2 separate regions of the Zea mays genome follow, and region 1 is linked to region 2. The links are chromatin contacts, called in public Hi-C maps. All regions are on one chromosome and are shown on one strand. The core of a region is the stretch at or near the end of the contact, and the rest is flanking DNA. Distances in the headings are between cores, read along the strand shown. Region 1 overlaps LOC100274567. Region 2 holds the start of LOC103650495 (WPP domain-associated protein).

Region 1 (4,659 bases), core at 399-2,898, 360 kb after region 2:
GAGGGGGCATCCTGCAGACGCCGTTGCAAGCATTTTGAGGGGGTTCAAGAGAGTCGACCGACCTTGGGCCCCACCTCAGTGTATACATGAACGTTTAGTCTAGCGGCAAGCCAGGTAGGCCACAACAATATACACGCAAGCAAAGACAAATAATCTGGTGTTAGAGCTAAGAATATTGCAAATGACACTGCCAAACACATCAATGTTTGGTATAGAATTTTTTTGAGTTTGTTAGATAAATAAATTGATATCCCAATATATTTGTTGCTTCTCGGATATTATTTGCAATACCAGAATATGTGACATCAGTTGAAAGGAGTTTCTCAAAGCTAAAATTATTAAAGAATCATTTAAAGTCTGCAATGTCTCAAGAAAGGTTAAATAGACTAGCAACTTTATGTGTTATAAGAAGAAATGATTAGATGTTATTAATTCTTTTGCATCTATAAATGTTAGAAGTCATTTTAAAGCGATCTCTACAATATATTTGAGGTAATAATCTTACTTCTATTTTTCACCATTCAAGTTTTTCTATGATACATCAAAATATTTTAATTAGTTCATATATATATATATATAGTAAAAATAGTTCTTATGGTATTGGGCCTCCGTTTATAATCTCGTTTCGGTCCTTATAAAACTCAGGAATGGCCCTATGCGCGGAGGAAGAATGGGGTGAGGTCTGCGTGCGGTGCTAAGGTGGCCAAGTGGGGTCGACGACGTGAGGGGGCGACAGAGAAGGGTTTGGGGAGGAGGCGATGGAGGTGTGGTGTGGTAGGTTTTGAGCGGAGGAGAGGGGGCGGAAAGAGGAGAGCATAGAGATGGCAACAAGAAATTCCCCATCGGATTTTAGCTCCTCATACCCATTCCCGCGACGAAAAAATTTCCCGCGGGGATCCCCACGAACGCTTGTAGGGACATTTCTTCCCCGTCCATGTTTCCCGCGGGGATAAATCCATGTCGGTGATCCCCCATCCACCCTTAAATTATAATTAGATCGTACTTTATTTGTTATTAATGTAAAACATTGTCACTTATACACATTATTAGATGTAAAAAAATCATTATGTGTACATTAAAATCAACACATTTATACAATGGGTGATCTCTTGACAAGGTAATTATTTATTTTTATCATTAACTATTATATGAAAACATCGTCGCATATAAGTTTAATGGGTCCCCACAGGGTACGGGTCATCCTCGTTTACTCGTCGTAGAATTTTTTTCCCATTTACATCCCTATGGTGAAAAACTTACACATCCCCATCCTCTAAGGACTGATTTGGTGACTAAAAAATGGAGATCTATGGAGAGGAATTTGAATAGGAAGAGGATTCCACATGAATCCCATCCATTTTCCTAGTCACTAAATCATCCCTGACAAAGGAATTCCGTGAAGGTCCTCATTGCCATCTCTAGGGAATGACCATGGCGGAAGTGGGGGGGGGGGGGGGGGGGGGGCATGACCATGGCGGAAGTGACGGTTGGGTACCGCTGAGGACAGGGACGGATGAAGATGGGCTTGTCGGGCACAAGCGCAAGCCATTCGGCCCATTAATGTTATCATTGGGCGGCTCCAAGTGGGTGCCGTAGACGATGAGAGAGGCCACACCAACACGGAGGCAACACTTCAACTGCAAGCAAGCGCAGAGCATGCCGCCGCCATTGCCCGCTCCGATACTGCGTGTGCCCTGTAGTGGAGCTACCGCTGCATGCTGCAACCTGCAATGCGAGTACTGATCGAGCAAGCAGAACTAGCAAATAGTAATACTGCAACCTGCAACAGTGATCAATGTCGCCGGCGACAAGCCGGGGAGACGAGACCACGACCAGGCACGCATACAGCTGTTGTAGTTGTTTGTCACGCACACACACAAACAGAGTCAGTTCTCGATCATCCACACAGTACACAAATTCTTAACACAGGCGGCACAACGGAAAAGCAACTAATGATACGTAGTAGGGCAAAAGGCGGCATCCGGTCTGGCGCTGCCGAGCGATGTTGCGAGCCTCAGATGAAGGTCCAGTTGGCGAGCATGAGCGCCAGGCACTGCGGGGCGCCGTCGTCACCCACCACCTTCCACGCCACTGCCTGCTCGTACGACGCCTGCCGCCCCATGCTCGACCTGCACACGCCACCGGGGAGGTACGCCAGGCCCTGCTCGGGACGGGGGGAGAAGAGAAGAGGCAGGTGTCAGCTGGCTTGCGACGACCACCACCCGCCATGGGCGCCACGGCTACCCCTACCACCCGTACCTGCTGCATGATCGCGGGGAGCTGCGCGGACAGGGCCTTCTGGCCCTCCTCGTCGAGGACCGCCTCCAGCGGCAGGTCCTGGATGTTCACCATCGTCGTCTCCAGGATGTCGAAGCCGGCGCTGTTGGCGAACTTGAGCGTGAAAGCCGGCGGCTGCAAGCAGTTGGCAATGCCCGGCTCCAGGTTACGGCATAAGCTACTATCATTAAGAAGTGCGGCGATGGCGATGGAATCATGAACACGACAGCATCAGAGGCGACTGACCTTCAGAGAGCAGCAGAGTATCGCGTCGCTGTGCTTCCAGAACAGCATCAGTGGAGAGTCCGCGCCTTCGGTGTCCGACCAGCGGATCTCCGTTCCAGTGTGCGCCCTGCAATTTTGGAATCGTCAAGATCCCATACACAGCTCGGTAGCACACAGTTCCAGGGGTCATGCTGGATGTCAAGAGTTCCTTCCAGCGTAGTGGTGGATTGAGAGAGCATTAACAACTCCAGGGTAAATTAGCTGGACGAATGGAACTCCCTAACAATTCCAGAGTAGACAAAACGGAGAACGCAACAGGTAAGCTAAGAGTTCTACGGACCTGTAGCTCCTGCCAATCCACGTAGCTAGTGCAAGTGCCTCGGGAGAGCCCGGCGGATGCTTCAGTTCGATACGCGAACCGAGGCGAGAAGGAGCGATCGCCATGGCCACCCTCTGCACGGAGGCCATCACGCCCCTGACGTACTGCTTGGCCATTGCCGCCACGCTCTCGCGAAGGTGGTTCTCGAACGAGAACTGGAAGGCGATGGTCAGGACCGATCTCGTGGCGCACGTGCCGGAACCATCGCATGAAGCGCGCATGCCGCTTCCACCTGATCCAACCTCGAGCGCAGAGGCAAGGTCAAGCGTGCGTGTGGTGGCCGTTGGCACATCCTACAATTTCATTTGGGTATTGTGTTAAAGGAAACAGTGTGGCAAGGCACGGGTAAGATGTGACACCAGGAGGGAGTGAATATACAGATCCGACAAATACTCACCGTCTTAGCATCAAGCGGTATCACACGGAAGCCTGAGGGCAGCAACGGTGCATCGTCGGCAAAAGATTCATCAATAGGAGCAAAGACAAGCTGTGCACACGCACCAGGTGCATCCTCGTCGACGCCACTGCACAGCTGCAGTAGCCGATAATGTCACACAATTGTAAAGCAAGAACCAAGAAGCAAGAAACAGATTGGAAGGCCTCCATACCTGTAGAAGAAACATATCCCGGGACATAAGCACCTCCTCATGGCTAAAGCCATGTCCTTCAAGCCTAATAACCTCCAAGGACTGAAATTAAAACATTAAGTTAGATGGAGCTTATATTGGTTGGACATTAACAAGAAGACAGGTGGAAGGAACCATGATCAATAGATTATTACCTCTTCATGCTCCAAGGTGCGTGCAAGGGGCAGTATAACCTGGTTGCCCATAAACCCACCAGCCCTTAAACCTGGAACAGTGTATGGGTTGGCCCTCAAAGAGGCGACAGAATAAGCATCGATGCCAGGATCAGCCCATTCAGACCGATGCTCCCTCAAAAATCGCACAAGTAGAGCAGGTGGCACATTCTGCAATATCAAAAGAAGTACATCGGGGTAAGGTTAATTGTACCACAAAAACAACTTTATGCAAGGAAAACTACCATGAAGATTGTTTGTTTAGTATTGTAACAGCTAACAAGCAACTAAAATGAACTAACAAGCAAACAAACATGATACAGAATGGAGCGCATGTACAAACCTGCAGCAGCATCGATGCTTTTGCGCACATGATTCCACCCCCCATAGCAGAAAATAATGGGGAAGCGCTGACATGAGACCCAACAAGTTTATTTGGAGATGAGTTGATTGTAACTGTAATATCCTCAGCACCATCGGTGTTCAACAAACAAGACCAGCCATCATCTGGAAAGCCACTCACAGCATCATTGAAGCCTCTGAAAATTAGAGTTTAGGTTTCAGATCAGTGGTGGCCAAGAATGGAATGTTATTACAAGACACTCTTGCAGATGCTTTTGCATCTTTTAAACACCTGCTGAGCCTTTGACTGAAAGTTCTGAGAACAGCCGGCTGTCGCCCAGCACCATAGGGCATTTCACCACTTGACTCATGTGCAATTTGCCTAATGTGTCGCAACGCCTATACAGAAAACAGTATGTGTCAGTGTCACTGGTGCATCTGTAAAATTACATATTCAGGAGTACCAAAGCCCAACAGCTGCTTAGCAACAATAAAATTGAACAGACATACCGCCGCAGTCATCTTCTGTGCCAGTATCTTAGGGGATTCATAGAGTGGCCGAAGAACCTCAGGCACACTACAAGCCTGTATTGAAAGTTTAAAACACAAGAAAATTTAGGCACGTTTCTGCTAAAAA
Region 2 (4,281 bases), core at 991-3,490:
CTTAGTCGTGAAATAGCTGGAATTTTGCCTGAAACGTTGTCTGCTTGTTATAATTATCTTTGTGTCTATAAATTGTGGGTTGTGTCTATGAAATATGGGCTTGATAGTAATTTTACAAACGTGTTTCGTGATGATGGCAAATATCAAATTTTCTCCTTAGTCGCAGATGTTCTACCACAATTAACACAAAACTTAACGTTCCGTAGACCAGTAGTTGGGGTCAAATTGATAGAATGGCAACACTTGTTAATATATAGTTGGTAACATTAATGTAGGGACGGAAAGAGATTTCTTTATGTGGAAGGCAAATGCATCCGAACATTCTCGGTTCGGTTTATGTATAATATTCTAACCCCAAATTCAAATTAGCCTCGCTGGCTGTGGAAACTAAAACTTCCTCTTAAGATCAAAATCTTCCTCTGATATCTAGGAAGAGGATCGACTCTTACTAAGGACAATTTGAAAAAAAGAATGTGGAAAGGAAGCCTAGAGTGTAGTTTATGTAACCAAAATGAAACAATCCAACACCTCTTTTTCAATTGTTATTTAGCTAGAGCGGTTTGGAGAATTATTTTTATTGCTCTAAATATAGAAAGACCCATTAATATTAATCATATTATAAGGATGTGGCAAAGTAGTAAAAGGATTGCTTACAAAAACAATTGTTAATAGGGGGTAGCAGCCATGTTTTGGTCAATCTACCTATACCGTAATGATATAGTTTTTAATAAAAAACAGATACCTTCAATCATGCAGGTGATTTTTAAGGGGTCTTACTGGCTCAGATTTTGGAGGTTATTGCAAAAATAGGATTTACACCAAGATATCAAAGATGTTTGCCGTGCAATGAAAATAGTGGCAATGGATATCTTTGCAACACATGGTTGGAGATGTAATGCTAGAAACTGTGTTATGATATTTTTATTTTAGTTGGGTTGAGTATGTGATGTTTTTACTATAGTTGGATTGTTTATGTTGATTGTACTATGAAGTCATATGTATCCTTGATGCAAAAGGCTGGAACATGGTTTCTCCATTAAAAAAAAAGAAGAGGATGTGGTCTGAGGGCTGAGGCTCATCATCGTTCTCGTACCCTACTATGAGAATGATGAGCAGTTAGCTGTTACTCCTGTTAGCATACCTAATACATACTTGAAAAAAGAAGGTTGCAGAAAATGTTGTCCAACCCGTGTAAAACTATAGCGATGTAGCAAAAGGTAAGGTTTTTTGTATGAAGGAGCGGACACTGGCACAGTAGCATGCGACGTTGACCAAATATTTACCCCAACCCCACGACCTACAGTAATTTGCCGCGGCAAGAAGCAAGATTGATGCTCACACAACATCTCCCTCTTTAAGCAACTGCGACTTCACCACTAACCTAATCTAGCACTGACCACCGGCGGTTCCAGTAATTGTTCACCCCTCAAGGCGAAGCGACGATCTAATTGTACTGAAAAAAAAGACAGCGGATTGTGGACCACAGCCAGCCTGCCAAGTGCCAACCAACGCAAGAGGAATATGAATGAACTGTGCCATCTGCACATGCATATTCCTCTGCTCATATCACACCAAATCCAGAAGCAAACCAAAAAACAATCTAACAAGACAAAGAAAACGAATCGGTCGCTGGCGGCTGCGCTGCACCGTGGCGCTGAAACGGGAGGAGGGTTGGCGAGCAGAAGTGCAGAACTCACCAGGTCGGCGGCCGCCTCCATCTCGCCGCCGTTGCCGGACCCGGACGGACAGAGGCGGACTACGCCGCACGCGCTTCGGCGAGGCCCTCGGACCTCTTGGCCTCCTCTGCTTGCTCCCCTCCGCCGCCGCGATCCTGCGCCGCGTCAGAGACCTCTGGCTCCGCTCTGCCCCCTCCGTGGCTCGCTCGCTGTGGTTGCAGTTGCAAAGGTCGCGACGGGCGGGAAAACGAAAGGAGGCGCGGCGCGGCGAGATTCAAGGGAAAGGCGAGGCCCGTGTCCTGTAAAGGCGCCCCCTTTTCGGTGCGTCCTGTTGCCTCCCCGCGCCGCTGCTCGATTGCGCAATCATCAGACGCCAAATCGCTGCGCTTAACTGGGAATCGGGGAAAGGGAAACCAGCGCCGGGCAACCGCTCCCTTGTCTCTTCGTCTTCGTGACTTGGTTCCTCTGTGTGTGTGTGGACTGTGGAGACCGGTCCCTGCCTCCCTGGTGGGAGAGAGAGAGAGAGGTGGTTGCTCTGCTTTGGCGTGGGTTCAGTGGTTCACACGGGATGACGGGACGGACTGGGGCAAGAGACAGGTAGGAAGACGGCGACGCTGACGGTGAAGCGTCGTCCCGGGACGGCGCCTGCTTGGTTGGACCTCACGCGGTCACAGGCGCCCGCGGCCCGCGCCACTGCTGCAGGGATATGCTCGGACAGAAAAAATTCAAAAAAATTTCTCCAAAGAACAGAAAACTCACATAAAATCTTGACGTGGATTGTTTCGTATACTTCGGGTGATCGGGTCTGTTTGATGTGACAAACATTTTTCCGACCAGTTTTTAATAACTGATTTATAGAAACTGATTTATATCTTAATTTATAAAAATTGAATTTACGGTTTCTTAAAAACCAAGAAGCTAGCTTCTCCTAGCTTAAAAAATAAAAATTGATTCCTTAAAAACTAGATTGCTTTCATACATGACCTAATTTTAGCACTTTGGTTTTAAAACAGGTTGACTAATAAATTAGTTAATTGTTAGCCAAAAAGCTAATTGTTTGCCTAGTACCCGTTTGACTTTGCTAATAGTTACCGGTAGATCATAAAAAGAGAAAAGACGATCTCTCTATCCTCGAGATCCTCGTCAGTTTCTTTACTTTCTCTTTTGAATAATTGTTTGCAATGCAGTGTAAAACACATAATATTTACTATGTCTTAGACATCTATTAGCTAAGACTCCAAATATCCCATGACTAAATGTTTGCCATCTAATTATTTACGGGCTAATTGACAAACATTAGCTAGGAGGATCCAAACAGGACCTTCATATGCTACAGAAAATAGAATTTCGACGAGAAGATCAAATTTCATATTTATCGACACGAACCTATTTGATTTTCACCTTTGTCGGTGACCATCTTTACACTACAAACTAAGAGATGTTGCACATACCATGCTCACATAAATACTTTCTCCGTTCTAAAATAGTATTCGTTTTAGGGTGTTAATGGATTCATGCAATATGTTTTATATATGTATCTAGATTTATTATCATGTATTTGAATATGGAAAAAAGATAAAGAAGTAACAGGTATTGTGGGACGGAGGGAGTATTAATCAAACACAAAACAAAGTCAAGCATCTTTTTGAAAACCACTTATCATTGAATCATCTATCGTGGAACTGAGGGAGGGAGTGTTAGTCAACACAAAACAAAGTCAACCATCTTTTTGACAACCACTTATCACTGAACATCGCAGCATATCTCAACCATGTGTTTGCATCTTCACTCTCACTAACGAGTGGTAAGCTCTTGTTTACCTGCAATGTCAATGTGATGGCATCTCGAACGATGTACTTGTGTAACGATCATGTTTCTGTATCACTCCAATAAATTTAATGGTTGACAAAGTAGCACCTCGATTAATGCAATATATAGTTGCACTAAGCATGCACAATGCACAATGGATCAATATCTTCCGTAATGGTACGGTAGCAGTATAATACTCGTCCCTTTTACCCCACACATGACATACTTCTCAGCTTCTTCTGATCCGTACGAGAAACCATAATTAGGTGTTAAACGATGATCTATAACTGTCATAATCATCGTCCCCAGTGGCGGAGGACGCTAGAAAATTTAGGTGTTGCTAACGCAAGAAAAAATAAAATTTATAACACAGTATAAAATAACTTGTAGCTACAAAATAAACAATAGATGTTGAAAAATACCTTATTTAATAGTCATCTTGATTACAATCCATTTACAAACAAACGCCATATAGAGAATAAAATCTGGAATAAAGAAATAATGAGTTACGAATGGCAAATTGAAGTAAAAATTGTTGAACAAGTGAAATAAGAATATACCTTTAGTTGAGTCTAGTTCTATGAGATCTAGGTAGAGATGGCAATGGGTAAAAACCCGCAGGGTATTACTTGCCCAAACCCATACCCGCGAAGAAAAAATGCGCCCGCTAAAAAACCCATACCCACGACGGGTATAAATTTTTGCCCAAACCCATACCCATGCGGGTTTCGGGTACCCAACGGGTTTCCCATACCCACTAACATCAACATAACAAATAATCCATCATGTAAATGAC

Evidence for each region. A called contact is a pair of places that touch in the nucleus more often than the background predicts.
Region 1: a contact with region 2 is called in a Hi-C map of tassel, with 3 times the contacts expected there. The contact joins the enhancer-like site here to the promoter of LOC103650495 in region 2. A contact is called at or near these places in 3 of 25 Hi-C or Micro-C datasets (ear, leaf and tassel).

The regions. Positions count from the first base shown.
Region 1 is chr3:124,683,318-124,687,976 of Zm-B73-REFERENCE-NAM-5.0, forward strand. It overlaps LOC100274567, which reads right to left. Exons shown (of 18, transcript NM_001148922.2): 9 at 4,533-4,607; 10 at 4,315-4,421; 11 at 4,024-4,219; 12 at 3,663-3,851; 13 at 3,490-3,570; 14 at 3,279-3,413; 15 at 2,843-3,174; 16 at 2,524-2,629; 17 at 2,260-2,412; 18 at 1,742-2,161. The coding sequence ends at 2,015. Among protein-coding and RNA genes, the nearest start is that of LOC100274567, 6.0 kb to the right of the region's middle. Within about 2 kb of position 1,649, at least 17 of the 20 cell types and tissues checked have an H3K27ac peak or open chromatin away from gene starts, as enhancers often do. A contact at or near this core is called in ear, leaf and tassel, where this site is marked.
Region 2 is chr3:124,324,812-124,329,092 of Zm-B73-REFERENCE-NAM-5.0, forward strand. It overlaps LOC103650495 (WPP domain-associated protein), which reads right to left and starts at 2,241. Exons shown (of 5, transcript XM_008676081.2): 1 at 1,698-2,241. The coding sequence starts at 1,718.